Regions from separate parts of the Rattus norvegicus genome. Here region 2 is linked to region 1. The links are chromatin contacts, called in public Hi-C maps. All regions are on one chromosome and are shown on one strand. The core of a region is the stretch at or near the end of the contact, and the rest is flanking DNA. Distances in the headings are between cores, read along the strand shown.

Region 1 (4,861 bases), core at 1,200-3,699:
AGGTCCCCTGCAAAGACTCTGAGCCATCTCTCCAGCCCCACTGAGTCTAGAATTTTTTCTTTTTTCTTTTTTTGGTTTTTTTTTTTTTTTTTTCGGAGCTGGGGACCGAACCCAGGGCCTTGAGCTTGCTAGGCAAGCGCTCTACCACTGAGCTAAATCCCCAACCCCGAGTCTAGAATTTTAAAACCAACCAAACAAGCCCACATGTTTCACAGGAAGAGCCCCAAACACAGCAGCCACAACAAAAAGCTGCATTAACTTTCACTAATGCCTAGTTGCGTGCCACGAGAGCAGCATATGTCGGCTTTTGGGTTTTTTTTCCCTGAAGAGTTCTGAAGTCTGAGCCTGCCTTCTCTCTTCCCACAGGTGTACTGGGTGGGCCCAATCATCGGCGGGGGCCTGGGCAGCCTGCTCTACGACTTTCTCCTCTTCCCACGGCTCAAGAGTGTTTCTGAGAGACTGTCTATCCTCAAGGGAGCCAGACCCAGTGACTCCAATGGACAGCCAGAGGGTACAGGGGAACCTGTGGAACTGAAGACTCAGGCCCTGTAAAAGCTGCAGAACGCCCGCTGGGTTTCAGGGAGGGCCAAGCCAGCCCTTGGATGAAGAAAGAGACTGTGGGGAGGGGCATGTACTTCTTTATTTTTTAACTTACGTTTTTCATTTTTTCCTTTTGCTGTGTGAAATCTTTCAAGTTGCATTCACGACTGGTTGGTGCAAACTTCCCTTCCTCCCTTCTCCAGCCACCTTCGCCGTGCACGACTGTTCATGTGAATGTGGGTGCGTGTGGCTGTGTCTGAGTTTGCGGGCATAGAAGCTAGGGAAGGGGAAAGAGGTGTCAACATGTATGTCCAACCCCAGTTTGGTAAACACAGGGAACCTAAGACCTTAAGTTTCTGGCCTTTACCCTGCTTCCAGTCAAGTATATGATACGCATCTTGATTTTTGAGGGGTCACAGGAGGGGGGGGTCACTCCTCTCAGGGAGCAGACAGAAAGGAGGGGGCAAGGCATTCCAGGGGTTGGGAGGTTTGGTGGGAGAGGTATCCAAGATTTTATTTCCAGATCACTACTATTAAGTTTTGAGGGAATTAATGGGAGACTATAGACTACTGATCTCAGGGATGCTTGTCCCAGAGACTGGGGTGGAAGCTCTGAGAAAAGTAAACACGGGCTTGAGTCGTTCTATAAAGCCCGCCTATATCTGCCTTGGACCACAGACCTTCAACAGAAATAGGAGTTAGGCAAGCCTGTAATCTAAATGGTTTTCTTTTTCTTTCTTTTTTTTTTTTTTTTAGATTTATTCATTTATTATATATAAGTACACCGTAGCTGTCTTCAGACACACCAGAAGAGGGCATCAGATCTCTTTACAGATGGTTGTGAGCCACCATGTGGTTGCTGGGAATTGAACTCAGGACCTCTGGAAGAGCAGTCGGTGCTCTTAACCACTGAGCCATCTCTCCAGCCCCCTAGCCTGTAGTCTATAAAAATGAAATGGTTTAAAAGGCCCTGCCTCATAGCCCTGGACAAACGGTACTGAAGCCCAGATTTGCTTTCCGAGGCTAACACAGGAGATCTGGTGTCTGAAGCAAATTTACAGGAGTTGAGGGGGCAAGACGGGAGATTTACTTAGAGCAAACTGAACTTTGCAAATGGCGTCTCTGTACTTTCATCACTAGCTCCAGAGTCTTTTATTTTTGTATGTCTTTTCACTTTTCTCCCGGCTATCCTTTCTGCTAACTCTCCCTTATGGCCCCCCATATCGATCTCCTCTATCTAAATGCTTAATTCGGAGATGATTTTTTTTTTTTTTTTTGGAGCCCTATCTTGTATTTGTTGGTAAAATAGCATCGCGTTAGCAGGGGCGCAGGTGACCCTGAACGAACATGGAATATTTATTGCAGATCTTTCTTTTTTTTTTTTTTTTTTTTTTTTTTTTTCTTTTTTTTTTTTTTTTTCTTTTTTTTCGGGGCTGGGGACCGAACCCAGGGCCTTGCGCTCGCTAGGCAATATTGCAGATCTTTCTATTCTGAGCCTCCTGTATATACTTTGCAAGCTTTAAAAATACATGCCTATAAGAAGACAGACAACCCTAAACTCTATCCCAAACACCAAACTCTCCACTTCCTCCCAAATAAAACACATCTTTTCTAACTAGCCATTTAAGACTTTGGAATAGTCCACTTGACTGAAAGGGGAAGAACGTCTGTAAATTCCCCCTTAATTCGATCTTGATTCTTATTATAATTCAGTAGAAAACCCCTAGCGTTTTGGTTTTTACTTTAGCGCAGATGACCGACTCACTTAAAACAGTCCTTTTGGGTTTCCCTTCTTATCCAAACTTCCCTTTCCTCTTGTCCGGAGTCCAGTGGCTCCGCCCCGCCCGCCCCGCTCGCCCCGCCCCGTGCCCGCCCGCGCAGGCGCGGACTGGTCGCTCTCTGCCGAGTGGCGGGAAAGTCTGCGACCCCGCACCTCACGGCCACTGGCCCTGCGAGCCTTCAGAGGACTCATGGATAGTGGGTGAGTGTGTCGGAAGGACCCAGGATCGACACGAACATCCCCGAGGTGGCGGGCCGGCGATGGGGCGAGCGGCGGGACAGAGAGCGGCCGCCGTCCCGCCGCGCAGTTGAAGGGCGGGGGCGGGGCTCCCGGCGCGTACGCGAGTTCTGACCCAGCTCCCGGGCGAGCGTGGGGAAGACCAGCTGGGTCCTTGCGGGTCTCAGCACATCCTAAGCCTGGGGTAGGGAAGGGACCGTGAGACCAGGATCTTCGAATTCCGAGAGCAGAGCAGAAGCCTCCCGGGAATTCCCATGCAGTCCAGACTCGAAGACACAGCGGTCTGGAGGTCGTCAGGAGGGGGATTCACAGGCCTTGGGGTTTTCATAGGCTGGATTCAATCCTCTTGCCTAAGGAAGACACAACCTCTGGGGATGTCAGCTAGGACAAGAGCAATTAGTTAGCCTTCTTTCTTGGAGTGTCATTTCTTTGTCTTTGATGGCTGTCACTAGAACCTTGTTTTTTTTGGGGGGGGAGGGGGATGAAGCTCGTGGTTTTATATTTAGTTTGAAACCCCATTTCGGTCGCTTAAAGTTTTGCTTACTCAGGTGGGTGCTTTGCGTTCCTGACATTTTTCTCATCCAGTTTGATTTCCAACTTCAGGGAAAGGATGTGTTTGCTCCGCGTTTTTTCGTACCTCAAGATACCTGAACTCCCTCTGCTGGAGAGTTCTTGTCACTTTGGTACTGTTGCCCTCCAAGCTGGTCACCCCGCAGCCGAGAAGCCTCAGCAGGTTGGGTTGCTTGTTTCCAGCCTGAGGATTTGAATGAAGTCCTAGGAGCCCACATGGTGGAAGGAGAGAACTGAATCCTACACTTTGATATTTGAACGGGAACACATACAGAGATGAATCATTAAGTAAAAGGACAGGGCCTCAGTATTAGTCCTGGCTGGGCTGGGATTGTCTGTGTAGACCAGACTAGCTTCAGACTCAAAGATGTCGTTCACTAGGCTCTGCCTCCCTGGTACTGGCCACTCGCTCTTTTGTGTTCCTGAAGTATTGTACCTTTGCTTATACCAGTGCCAAAGTTTATTGAGCACGCTAATAATGTCGCATGCAAGCTGGAGAGGTGGTTCAGTGGTTAAGAGCACTGACTGCTCTTCCAGAGGTCCCCAGTTCAAATCCCAGCAACCACATGGAGGCTCACAACATCTGTAATGAGATCCGATGCCCTCTTCTGGTCTGTCTGAAGACAGCTACAGTGTACTCATACATAGTTAATAAAACTTAAAAAAGAAAATAATGTAGCGTGCGTGGCACTCAGTGCCAAGAGCTGAGAGTGGAGTTGGAATTCCAGTCCTTGAGGACTGGTGGAAAACATGTAACTGTAACTTCTGCAGCTACAGAAGACACTGAATCCTTCCTAGCTCTTCCACTCTGCTCACTGGCATGCGTCCTGATGCCTCCACATTTGTAGCTTTAGCCTCCCTTCCCTACGGTGCAGACTTGTCTACTTCAGTCTAGGGAATAGCATTTATTAAGCACCTACATTACCCCTGGGATGAAGGAGTTGTTGATATTTTAAGTGCTGCTGCCAGCTGCCATTTTTCTCTTCTCTCTTACCATAGTGAGGATTGAACCAAAGGTCCCCTACACCAAGCTCCGACACTGTTCTAGTTTCCCTTCCCTGCCTCAAAGGTAAAGAGTGAATATCTCCAACTCCTCTCCATTTTGAGAACAACGTGCCCTGGGCTCCCATGCTGGGGTTTCAGATGTGCCCCACATACAGTGCAGGCAGTAATGGCACTGGGACCCAGGGATTCCTTCATCCTTGGCAAGCTGGCTGAACTCTCTCCCCATCTTCATTCCCATATCACAGGAGCATTTTCAGAACACTTGCCTGAGCCCCCCTTCCTGGAAATCGTTAACTGTGCCTCACAAACTAAGGCTAGTGAAGGGAGTCAGCTGTCTTAAACAATCCGCTTCACTGTTGTATACAGAAAAGTTAAATGCCGTGAGGTAGAAGTCTGCATGGCATAGGAAAAGGAGGTGGCTTCTGTGTCGGTAAGTCAGAACTGTCAAAGTCCATAACTTAAACGTAGGTGGGAGAATGGCAGTAGTTTGACCATCAGAAGATCATTGAGACCATATTGAGGGCACACATGGAGTTTTTTGTTTTTAACTGAGAAAGGATCTCTGTAGCCCAGGCTGGTCTCTACCATGCTGTGTGGTTTTTCTCATAGCGAGAATTGAACCAAAGACCCACCACACCAAGCCCCAACACTATGTTCTAGTTCCGGGGGTTCCACTCCCATAACCACCTACACTGGGTGGTGGTGGGGCACATCTGAAACCCCAGCACT
Region 2 (4,861 bases), core at 763-3,262, 37 kb after region 1:
GAGGTTTTGTTTCTAGTGCTCCTTTTTCTGGCTAGGTCAGGGAGCTCATTAACTCTTTCTGAACCAGACAGAAAAAGGAGAGGAAAGATGTCACTCACGAGGATGGGGCAGAACCCCCCTAGCCAAACTATCATCTTTATTTCTTCTCTTGGGCCTTTTTATAGACCAAAGTTCTTAGAAAATTACCTGGTAGATAAAATGTTACACAAAAAGGGAGTCACAGAAGGATGTTGATGTAAGTTCAAAGCAGTGTTTCATTACCTACCATAAGCTCATTATAAGTTCAAAGCACCTGTTTCCCAGGCCTTGCTTTATCAGAGTGCACACCTACGGCTCCAGCCTTGGGCCTAAATGCTTTTCCTTGTACACAAATTTGTCCCAAGGCTATTTCTCTTTTTAGTGTAATCGTGAAACCTCACTGCATTTCTTTTTTTTTTTTTTTTTTTTTTTTGGTTCTTTTTTTCGGAGCTGGGGACCGAACCCAGGGCCTTGCTCTTCCTAGGTAAGCGCTCTACCACTGAGCTAAATCCCCAGCCCCCTCACTGCATTTCTTACTATGCAGCCTTACTTATTCTATTCTTTTTTTTTTTTTTTTTTTGGAGCTGGGGACCGAACCCAGGGCCTTGCGCTTCCTAGGCAAGCGCTCTACCACTGAGCCAAATCCCCAACCCCCACTTATTCTATTCTTGATTCTAACTTTACTACATCTTTCTAGCAAAACAACCATCTCTTAAAACTTTCTTCCTAAGATTATTTGAATTAAATCAGGAACTCTATATAAATTCAGATTTTTTTTTTTTTCCAGAGCTGGGGACCTAACCCGGGGCCTTGAAGCTTGCTAGGCAAGCCCTCTACCACTGAGCTAAATCCCCAACCCCAAAATCAGATTCATTTAAACAGCATTAATTCATGAAAGTTCATCATCATGTTGATCTGCAGGATCTGAGTGGCTCAATAGGTGGGTTAATGCCCAGGGGTTATTATATTAATTCAATAATGACTGGAAAGGCGTTTCACCTGCAAGAAGCAATCCTGAGATGAAGGCTCTCAGGCCTTGCCTCTCAGAGCTCTTAGTTCATGTGAAAAGGTGGGCCACCTCCAGGAAGGCCAGCTGTTAGCTTTAGCCTATCTGAGATGGCTCCCAACAGATTATATGTATGGGTGTTCCATGTATGTGTGTGTGCCATGTGCAAGCTGTGTACACCAAAACTAGAAGGTATCAGATCCCCTGGAACCAGAGTTGCAGATGGCTGTGAGCCACCATTTGGGTACAAAGGAACCCAGGTCCTCTGGAAGAGCACCCGTGCTCTTTACCACTGAGCCATCCCTCCAGTCCCCCATAACTAGTTTTTAAGGGGAAGCTTATGAAGACTTTGAAGAAGAGGGAGTGGCTATATTAATATAACCTAAAGGGTAGTGGACTTTTTTTTTGAGAGAGGGTTTACTCAAGCTTTGTTTGTCAAGGCTGGCTTCAAATTCCTGATCATCCTGTTGCCATCCCCCAACCTCTGGGTTACAAGCGTAAGCTAGCTAAAGAGTAGACTAGAGAAAAATTACTAGCGTAGTGATGTCATGTGAGTGAGAGGGACTCAGTATAAAGTAGGTAGGTATTTGGCTTTCATCCCGCTTCACAGTCTGTTTTGAAATCCTTATAATTTGTGGTGTGAGGCGTGCTAGGATGACTGGTGCTTGTTGCCAGGAGAACCAACCATGAAATGAGAGGAGAGAATTCTCTGCTCTACCCTTGACTTCCCAAGGCTTATAAGAGGGGCAACTAAAGCAGCGGTCAATGATTTTAACCAATCATGCTTATGTAATACATTTCATAACTCCCCCGAAGGTCTGAGGGCAACGGTCAAAAGAGTACACAGTCTTTCGATGAGATGAGATAGCCCTTTTGGGGGAGAAAAGAACCGAAAGAAGGAAGAATACTTAGTTGGAAAGAGAGAAAGCCTTAGGACCAAGAGACATTGAGACCAGTCAGAGCCAGAAGGACCAAAGTCCTTGGAAAGTTCAACTATACTCATTGATTTTTTGAGACAGGGTATCTCTGTATAGTTCTGGCTGTCCTAGAACTCACTCTGTAGACCAGGCTGGTCTTGAACTCAGAGACCCACTTGCCACTGTCTCCTGAGTGCTGGGATTAAAGTTGTGTGCCACCAGATCTTGCTGAGCCCGTGGATCTTCATGGCCATTTTCTAAGTCTTACCTTTAGCTTGGCTCCACTGGAAGCCAGAGCAGAAAGATGCTTCCAAGGCTAAGCATGTCCTTTGCTCACACAGATCATTTTCTTTCCATCCTTACCCAGGACTTTCTTGCTGTCTCTTGTCCTTGCCTTTGCCTGAGGCTGACACAACTGTTTGAAATTCTTTGTGGCTTCTGCTTCTCCCTAGTCCACAGACATGAAGATCCACCCTACAGAACGGAATGACGGCTCCCTGATAAGAGTGCTTGTGGCTTTTCCAGAGGACCGTGCTCAGTTCCCAGCACCCACACCCAGTAGTTTACAACTCTGCTTGTATCCAGCTCCAGAGGATCCAGCCCTTCCTCTGGCCTTTGTGGGCACCTGCATACATGGGCATACACTTAGAAACATACACATGATTGACTTTCAATGTTTTCTGTCTTTTCCTTAAGGTAGAGTTTGACTGGTTTGTCCAGAATGGCCTCAAATTCAGAATCTTATCAAAGCCTCATGAGGAGCTGAATCAACTGAAAGATCCCACGCAGAGAGACCCTTACTCAAGTCTTGGGAAATCGCAGACCCCAGACACAGAAAGACCATTTTGGATGTAATAAGCAAAGGCGAGGTTTATTATGGAGACCTATTATAGAGATCTCCGGGCCGACACATATCTCACGCAGGAGACAGAGGCATCGGCCCGGCCCGAGAGGCTGGGAGAAAGAGTATTTAAAGGCAGAGGCTGTGAGCCCAGGGGATTGGGGGTGTCAAAGGGGAAGGCACCCAAGTCACAGGATTGTTTTATGGCTCCAGGAGATTAGGGGGCCCAGAAGGTTTTATGGCCCCCTGGTTCCTGGAGTGCTCTCTGCAGGATGCAATGGCTGGAAAGCACAAGTAGGGGCTTAAATAAACATCACAGGGGCAGAGCAAAGAACAGTCACTCACACTGGGTGATAAGCAAAGTAGTTCTCTTGCATTTTTAACAATCTGTCTTCCAGAGACAGGTCCTGTTGTTGAGTTTTGGGCTAATTTAAAACTCTATCTCTCAGGATCAGATGCCCTCTTCTGGTGTGTCTGAAGACAGTGACAGTCTACTTATAGACATAAAATAAATAAATAAATAAATCTTTTTTAAAATATTTTAGGGCTTGGGGATTTAGCTCAGTGGTAGAGCGCTTGCCTAGCAAGCGCAAGGCCCTGGGTTCGGTCCCCAGCTCCGAAAAAAAGAAAAAAAAAGACAGGAAGTAAACAAGCCAAAATAGCTTTAGGAAGTCCCTGAAATTGATTAAATCCACTAGGTCTCTCCCTTCCCAACAATATAGCGGTAAAGACTGTTAGGAGTTACTCTCAGGCAAACTGAGGCTGCCCAAAGACTCAAGGAAGCTGAGTCAACTAAAGATGTAGAGACCAACCAAGCTGCCTAGAAGACTTTCAGAGAAGCCAAGCTGCTTGGAAGAGACTCTGACCAAGCAGTCTGGAAGAATGTTACACCAGCTGAGCCATGGGAAAGTCACCTTCCAACCTGTTGAGCTGCCTGCAGACTGTGCAGTCCCCAGCTTTGTGAGCTGTCACCCTTGCTGGGATCTCCTTTGATGATGCAGCTGTCTTTAAATCATTTCTGCTCCTCTAAGTAACCACCCAACAAAACTCACTGTTCCATGAGGTTGGATTATTGTCAGCTGTGTGTCTCAGGAGAGTGGACATGGATCCCAACCTCTCCGGGGAATAGTGCCCACAGTGGTTATTCTGGGGAGTCATTGCCTGCTGTGCAAGCATGAAAATCTGAATTTGGATCTCTGTAACCATGTAAAATCTGGGGTTGGAGTGGGAAAAAATGAAGTGAAAAGTGATGGAGGGAGACATCAGATGTCAACTCCTTCCTCCATACTCGCTTGTGCACACACCACACCTGCACATCTGTCTGTGCCACATGCACACCTGGTGCCAACAGAGATCAGAAGAGGGTCTCAGGATCACAGAGGACAGCTGTGACTTTCAGCTGTGACTCTGTGCATGCCACGACCAAGCCTGGAAGAACAGCCAATGCTCTTAGCTAAGTCATCACTCTGGTCCCAGATCATATTTGTTTTAAAAAGGATTATGAGTGTTTGACAGGCTAAGGCAGGACTGCAGAAAGTTCAAGGCCAGCTAGGCTACATAATGAGTATTAAGCCATCGGGAGCCACATGGCAGGGGAGAACAAGACAGCAAGAGAGGTATGGACTAGATGTGTGACCCTTGCTCTCAATCTGATAGGTCTGCTTCTACAGAGAGGGAACTGGGTGAGAGGAGACAAGGAAAATGATCTTTAGCAAGTGTGTCACAGACAAAATAATTCACATGCTAAAATTCTGAGGTAATCCCAGAGTGTGGTTAGTAACTCATGTCTAATTCCAGCACTTGTGAAGGGCTTTTCTAGAATCACAAAGTTCTAGGGTCTATCCCCCTGCACAGCAGAAAACCAGGTGTGGTGTGAGTACCTATGGCCTCAGCACTAGAGAGGTTAAGCCACGAGGATCAGAAGCTCAAGATTCGTCCTTGGCTACTAGTGAGGTTCAAGACTTGGCTGCATAAGATGGTGTTTAAGAAAAAAAGCTGCTGAGTGGTGGAGGTGGTCCCAGCACTTGGGAGGCAAAGGCAGATGGATCTCTGACAGTTCAAAGCCAGTCTGGTCTTGAG

Evidence for each region. Hi-C and Micro-C count contacts between places; a contact is called where the count stands out from the background.
Region 2: a Hi-C map of liver shows a contact between it and region 1, with 3 times the contacts expected there. The contact joins the enhancer-like site here to the promoter of Timeless in region 1. A contact is called at or near these places in 3 of 12 Hi-C or Micro-C datasets (kidney, liver and mammary epithelial cells).

Annotation. Positions count from the first base shown.
Region 1 is chr7:1,237,001-1,241,861 of GRCr8, forward strand. It overlaps Timeless (timeless circadian regulator), which reads left to right and starts at 2,450. Exons shown (of 29, transcript NM_031340.2): 1 at 2,450-2,521. It overlaps Mip (major intrinsic protein of lens fiber), which reads left to right. Exons shown (of 4, transcript NM_001105719.2): 4 at 367-707. The coding sequence ends at 552.
Region 2 is chr7:1,274,174-1,279,034 of GRCr8, forward strand. No RefSeq gene overlaps it. Among named protein-coding and RNA genes, the nearest start is that of Apon, 3.7 kb to the left of the region's middle. Within about 2 kb of position 2,013, at least 1 of the 93 cell types and tissues checked has an H3K27ac peak or open chromatin away from gene starts, as enhancers often do. A contact at or near this core is called in liver, where this site is marked.